Linked DNA regions of Capra hircus: region 1 is linked to region 2. Evidence: chromatin contacts called from public Hi-C data. All regions are on one chromosome and are shown on one strand. The core of a region is the stretch at or near the end of the contact, and the rest is flanking DNA. Distances in the headings are between cores, read along the strand shown. Region 1 holds the start of PPP1R21 (protein phosphatase 1 regulatory subunit 21). Region 2 has its middle 170 kb from the start of FOXN2.

The links. Hi-C and Micro-C count contacts between places; a contact is called where the count stands out from the background.
Region 1: a contact with region 2 is called in a Hi-C map of blood, with 6 times the contacts expected there. The contact joins the promoter of PPP1R21 here to the enhancer-like site in region 2. A contact is called at or near these places in 3 of 5 Hi-C or Micro-C datasets (blood and liver).

Annotation. Positions count from the first base shown.
Region 1 is chr11:30,326,479-30,330,008 of ARS1.2, reverse strand. PPP1R21 (protein phosphatase 1 regulatory subunit 21) reads right to left here and starts at 1,638. Exons shown (of 22, transcript XM_018055207.1): 1 at 1,421-1,638. The coding sequence starts at 1,477.
Region 2 is chr11:30,058,759-30,062,343 of ARS1.2, reverse strand. No RefSeq gene overlaps it. Among named protein-coding and RNA genes, the nearest start is that of FOXN2, 170 kb to the left of the region's middle. Within about 2 kb of position 1,688, at least 4 of the 5 cell types and tissues checked have an H3K27ac peak or open chromatin away from gene starts, as enhancers often do.

The DNA of each region.
Region 1 (3,530 bases), core at 389-2,888, 270 kb before region 2:
TTTGTTCCAAATAATTTCTGGACCTTTCAAACAAACAAAAAATGCCTTCAAAGGATAAAAACTTGCCATCACTAACATCTTGCCAGAGGCTCTTAGAGACAAATTCAAATGGAAATGCAGAAGCTTTGCCAGCGGTCGTGCTTAGACCTCAGTGGGTCCTCAGTCTGTCCGACTCTTTGCGATCCCTTGGACTGTAGCCCACCAGGCTCCTCTGTCCATAGGGATTCTCCAGGGAAGATACTGGAGTGGGTTGCCATGCCCTCCTCCAGGAGATCTTCCAACCCAGGCCTCCCACATTGCAGGTGGATTCTTTACCTTCTGAGCTACTGGGGAAGCCCTTGCCAATAGTAGCACCACTGGAATAATAGTATCTCAAAAGGCTTCCATGTGATTCTTAAGACTTAAGTGTGTATGTTTAGGCACAGGTTTTATTTTTCACAAAACAATGCATTTCACATTGCTGCATATCCATTATATGAAATTTTTTAAAGTGTGTCTCAGTTTCTCCAAAGTAAAAAGGAGTCTAAGCTTCCCCATGCTCTCTCGAATGCCAAGATCACTGAAAACCAAATTTAATGACTACTGAATCTATTTCCAAAGATGCAAGATTCTGCTTTTAGAACTTCCCTAGAATATTCTTGAGGCAGAACCACACTACACAGAAAAGCAGCACCGTCCTTTTCCAAGAAAACGGTCCCACCAGTTAAAAGACTGATGCCATAAATATGACAAAGGGAAAGGTCAGTATTTTGCTTAATTCAACATGTCTTGAGCATCTTCTGGGTGCTCTGCCCCACTCCAGGTGACCCAAGAAAAAGAGAGAAAAGGACATAGCCCTAGCACTCCAGCTTTCAAAATCATTTTCAGACAACGTCTTTCCAAAGCACTGAATCCATTCGTAACCACCTATTTCTGGTGAAGTACTTTACACGCATGACTCTATTCACACTTTAATTTAATTGCGGGGGTGTGGGGGGGGGGGTGGGAGGCAGATAAATCTCTTTATCCTCATATCATCCCTGTGGGAAAGGAGAAAGCTTGATCCTTCCCATCGCCAGGCTGGGAAATTGAGGAAGCGGCAGGAAAGCGATGGTCCTCACCTTTCCCTGCCCCTCCCGACCAGCACCAGAAGCGGAAGCCAGGATTTCTGACATCCCTCTCCAAGCCCGCTAGTTCAATGAGAAGGAAGAATCAAACTCCTGCTCCTTCCCGCAGAACCGCACACCGACCAGACACCGCCCGGCCCCATCTCCTGGGAACTGCAGGTGGAAGCGCGGTAATGGTGGATACAGAAGGCGGAGACAGGAGGGGCGCGCTCGCGTGCCCCCTCCGCCTTCTCCCTCTGTCCGGACAAGTCGCTGCCAAGGCAACCCGCGGCCGCAGGACCGGGGACCCCCTACTCCCCGCATACGACGGGTACCTTAGAGTACTCCTGAGCCAGCTTCTGGTACTTCCCCTGCAACTCTGCCGAGGCCATGGCCTCCCCCGCCCTGTCCAGGCCAGACTGCCCAGGCCACTCAGCCCCACCCCCCGCCCCCAACCCCAGACACGCTGCCGGGTGTGGATCCACCAGCTCCTGCCGCTCTGCCACCGCCGCCGCGCCTCCTCCTCCACTTCCGGGTTCGCCGGGTGAGAGGAAGGAGGAGTGGGGCCAGGGGTGGAGCGACCACCGGGGGCGGGGCGACGTCTGACATCACCGCCCCACCCTCCCGCGCCCGAGCACGTACGCGCGCAGGATCGCTGGCCCTCCTGGGCTCTGCCTCTGGCTGGAGCAGGGGGCGCCATCTTGACGCATGGCCCAAGATGGCGACCCAGAACAGGGAAGGAGAGCGTTAAAAGGGGAAGAAAATGATAAGAGCCCACAGAATGGGCGGGGGACGACGGAGAGGGGCGGTGGTGCGAAGAATCGAGGACCGGAAGAAGAAACATTCTAAGCGCATGAAGAATTCTGGTCGAACACACCGTCCTCCCCCACTGGTTCCCATGGCAACCGTCTGTCGTTTGATGGTTACATCTTTCAGAAGGTGCTCGGAGAGAAAGACCTCTGTATTCCACTCCCTGCTATCCGGATATGGTAGCACCGGACATGGCCTGCATTGTAAACTTTCCCCCACTTTTATAACGCGCGCTGCTGTCACCCTGTTATGCCCCAGACAAACCTCTTTGTCTTACATTTTGACGTTGGGATGTCTTTGTATCCATTCTCTACCCATTCCACCAGCCCAGCCCTGCCTCCATACTGGCACTGCATCAGAGCGTTTTCTCAGAGAATTGGGTAAAAAGCTTTTAGGAAATTTCAGGGAATGATCCCTGCCACGCATGCATATAGGGTGGACGTTAACGACATGTAACTGGACAATTGAAGCAAATAGTAGTCTGCCTGAAATACTTTATGCCTCTTTGCTCATTAAATATGTTTTGAGGACGTATTATATGTTAGATATTCTAAGCATTGCATTTATTGCAACAGTGAAATGTTCATAGAGGAATAAATAATTTAGGATACTTGCTTGCCATAAATTAAAGCATTGCGGTTTAACAAAACTAATGAATCTGTGTCTATCAACGTGACAAAACACTGTTAAATGTAAAAAGCAAATTGCAGTATACTAGAGCATGAAAAGATACATTTGAAGAATATAAAGCAACATTTGTGCTGCTCATGGACACATGAACATGTACTAAAAATAGAGAAACAAGAACTGGAAGGATACACATCTAATTCTGGCTTGTGATTGCCTCTAGTGAGAAAACGAAGAAAGGGGAATGAAAAAGAACAAAGAAGCATACATTTTATTTTTATTTAATTTTTTGAAGTGAATGTGACTGGAAGTTAACGTTTATTATCCAGGTAATAGGGAAAGGGATGTTAGTTATATTGTTATTTTAAAACGTTTGTTATTTTCCATGATTAAAAAAACACCTCCTATTTTCCTTTTTGACATTCGACTATGAGTATGCCTGGAATTTTAAAGTGAAAGCATGAGCTGGTATATGCACTTTTCAGCCACTGTAATGTAAGGAAAGGATTACAAACTTTTAAAAATGTTGTTTATACTTTTCAGTTGACTAACAGCCAAGCCCTACTATCCAGCAAACTTGCAGAATTTTTAAAATTATTATTATTAGTTTTCCATGGCACCACCAAGCGGCAGAATTAAATATTGTTAAGTGTATTTCTGTAGTTTGTAATGTAATGGAATTTTCAATTATTTAAAAATAAAATGTTATTTCAGAACTAACATTCCAAAGGAAGAATGTGCAACTTTGGTTAGAGAGCCTATGTACTGACCTGAGAAATTTATATTTCTACTGCTTAATCTAGTTGTTGTCAGTTGCAAAAAATTGTTTCCAAATCCCGACTGCTAAATCGAACACATTTCAGAATCTCTTCCTCAAAAGACACCATTAAGTGAGTGAAAAGGCATTTGCAATATATATGTATCCAACAAAGGTGTCCCTTATCCAGATATATAAAGAGCTCTTACAAATCAATAAGAAAAAAGACCAGCAACCAGATAGAAAAATGA
Region 2 (3,585 bases), core at 439-2,938:
ACAGAAGGCCTTCCTTGCCCTCCTGCCTTGAATCTCCCTCCAGCACCCCTATTGGCAGAGCTTAACAGAAAGGAGCAGCAAAGAAGAACTGTGGTTTGCAGAGTCCCCAGCTGTAGTATTTTAAAGTCACATATAGCAGATGGTTTGGGGTGAGAGACAATAGCTTAAAAACTAGAACATTAAGGGACTTAGCAAAGGTTACGTAGTGTCATCTGTCTTGTTCCCTGTGATATTTCAATGCCTAGGCAATCCTTGGTGTACAATATGCACTCAGTAAGCAATTGCAGGGGCGTCCCTGCTAGCTCAGAAGGTAAAGAATCTGCCTTCACAGCAGGAGACCTTGGTTCAATCCTTGGGTCTGGAAAATCCCCTCAAGAAAGTGAAAGTGAAAGTCCCTCAGTTATGTCCGGCTCTTTGCGACCCATGGACTGTAGCCGGCCAGACTTCCGTCCATGGAATTCTCCAGGCAAGAATACTGCAGTGGGTAGCCATTCCCTTCTCTAGGGGATCTTCCCAACCCAGGGATCAAACCCAGGTCTCCGGCATTGCGGGATTCTTTACTATCTGAATTTACCTGGAGAAGGGAAATGGCAACCAATTCCAGTATTCTTGCCTGGAGAAGCACAGGAACAGAGAAGCCTGGTGAGCTACAGTCCATGGGTAACGAGTTAGACACGACTGAGCGACGAAGCGACACACACAAGTGATTGTGGAAGGAAGGAAAGACACAGGCCAGACTAGCCCAGCACACATTTAAAGGCAAGAAGATGTAAGCACCATCACAGCATCATGTATGTCTTTATACTTGACCCTGTTGTCTCCCAGTGCTGCTGTGGGAGCTACCCGAAGGAGGTACTACAACCTGATGCTTAGCAGAAAGGATCTGTATTCAAATCCCAGCCCCACTCTTTAAGACTTGTGTGGCCTTGGGCAAACAAATCACTCAACATCTCTAAACCTTGGTTTCCTCCTCTGTAAAATGAAGATAATAATAGTGTATAAGGCTTAAATGGGCTTCCCTGGCGGCTCAGAATGTAAAGAATCTGCCTGAAATGCAGGAGGAAACCCAGATTTGATCCCTGGGTCTGGAAGATCTCTTGGAGAAGGGAATGACTACCCACTCCAATATTCTTGCCTGGAGTCTCGCCTGGAGAATTCTATGGACAGAGGAGTACACAACCTTGGTTTGCTGCTGCTACTACTGCTAAGTTGCTTCAGTCGTGTCCGACTCTGTGCGACCCCAGAGATGGCAGCCCACCAGGCTCCCCTGTCCCTGGGATTCTCCAGGCAAGAACACTGGAGTGGGTTGCCATTTCCTTATCCAATGCATGAAAGTGAAAAGTGAAAGTGAAGTCGCTCAGTCCTGTCCGACTCTTAGCGACCCCATGGACTGCAGCCTACCAGACCCCTCCGTCCATGGGATTTTCCAGGCAAGAGTATTGGAGTGGGGTGCCATTGCCGTTTAAACACGGTAAATAGGCTTAAATAAGGCAATCAATTGTTTGTGGCACAAATTCAATCAAAGCTCTCTTTCACCCCAGACCCCAGAAGGGTGGGCAGATAAATGGCCAATTGAGGCCAGTGACCCCATTGTTCTGGGCTTCCCCTTCTGCTTCCCAGCGCTGGCCAACCCCCGGACTGGAGGAACAGGGATCTGCCTGCGGCTCCCTCAGTCAGGCTAAAGATTGGAAGTGGAAGCCAGGCTGGCCAGGTCCAGTTTCGGCAGCCCTCATACACAGCATAGGGTACCTCAGGGCCACTAGGAGATGGGAATCTGTGTGTTTTCTAACAGCTCTACGTTTCAAAGCAAGTTTACTCCCGACTGAGACAAACGCGGGTGTGGCGGTTCCTTGCATTCAAAACAAAACAAAAGAAAAGAAAACAAAGAGAACCCCCGCCGTCAACCCCCGGAAGCCCCGCAGACCTTTTCCCAGGCAAAATGTGCCGCGAAAGAGGGGGGGCGCCTTTTGTGGCTGCTGCCCGGATTTGGAGCTTAGGAGCACGTCTAAACAATAACAACAACAAGCGCATCCCTCGCGGGGGCTCAAGTCTGAAGTCTCACGCCTCAAAGCACCGGGGCTCCAGGGACGGGGCGCGCCGGGTCCCAGCCTCTCTCCCAGCGGGTCCCGGGCCAGGCTGAACGCGCCCCGCCCGGGGAAGCACCCGCTCCCCCTGCCGGAATCCCGGGAATGTCGCCGGTACGGGAAGCATCTGGACGGTCCTCTAGGCAGATGGAGGGGGTCAAACCTGGAATTTCTCGGGTGCTTTTTGCATAAATTCCCCTCGAGCTTTTCAAGTCCTGTAAAGTTGAAACCTATGAGAGTAAGAAGGTAGCCGCCCTACTTCCCCGGGCATACTTTCTCGCGGCAAAGACTCCCAATCCCCGCTCTGCGAGCGCCCAAACGCCCCTTTCCCAGCTCCAAGGATCCCTTCTTTGTGTCTGAGGCAGGAAGCCCTTCCCCGCCTGGAAACCCACAGGGCCGGCCCGGGCAGGTGTTTCCAGCTGGATTGTCGCCATCTTGTGGCAGGATTGGGTGGCCACTGTGGCCCATCGGCCAGACCAGCCCGCCTGTAACTTTTTTAGGTCTCAAAAGTACTGTTCCTTCTTTCCCCCAACCACCTAGGAATGGAAAATTTTAAATCCGTGGACAAGGAGTTGAACTCTGAGGCGCCTGTCCCCTCCTTGCTCACCTGCATGCACGATGTCTTTCTAAAGGCATTCGTGTTGGCTGGAGAGACCAGCTTTCCTAAGGGCTCTGCCTCCGGAGGCGCCAAAACCAACCTGAAGGAGATGCCAATCCCCCACCAATTTCCCATGATACAAACTAATGATTAGCAAGACAGAGTCCTGTTCCTACTGGTTAGTAATGTCATTATGCTTGATGAGTATTGTTAAAGGACCCCTGTTATTAAAGACTCCCTGTTATTATTATTATTCAGCATTTGTATTCTGTTTTTTAAAAACACTCAGGTTATTATCTCCTTGGGTTTTCCAAACACTCCAGAGAGGCAGGCAGGTGACAACTTCATTTTATAAAATAGGGAAACTGAGGCACTGTAATTAGTGGCAAGTTCATGGATTGATGAGTCAACGGTAGTAATTTCTTCCTAGATGATTACTGTCTTACTCCAAAGTGTCATAGATGCCAGTAGATGGTAGATACCCTAACCTGGAAAACTAGTTTCTCTCACCCGCTTTTATGACCTATTGTAATCACTAGAAACCCATCCCAGAAGTTTTAAAACTTACTAGTCGTATGCTTATTGCATTGAGCATATGGGTGTTGTTAATTGCATTTATTTTATTTTTACAAGGCAAACACAACTCATTTTTTTAAAAAAGCAAGGGTGTTACAATGAGTAAACCAGATGTATCTTGATTTGGAGAATAAACTGGTTTTCAAGACACTCGTTCATTATGAAAATACCCTATTCATTAGATATTAGCAAGCATAAAAATAGACCAATAAAAAACTGACCATCTTATTTTAAACTTTGTTATCTCCTCAGAGACATGAAGAGCTGTTTTCTGCTTTCAGCCTTTACTTCTTTTCAAAAAAGTCTTCAGTCTTATTTGTCGGTGCA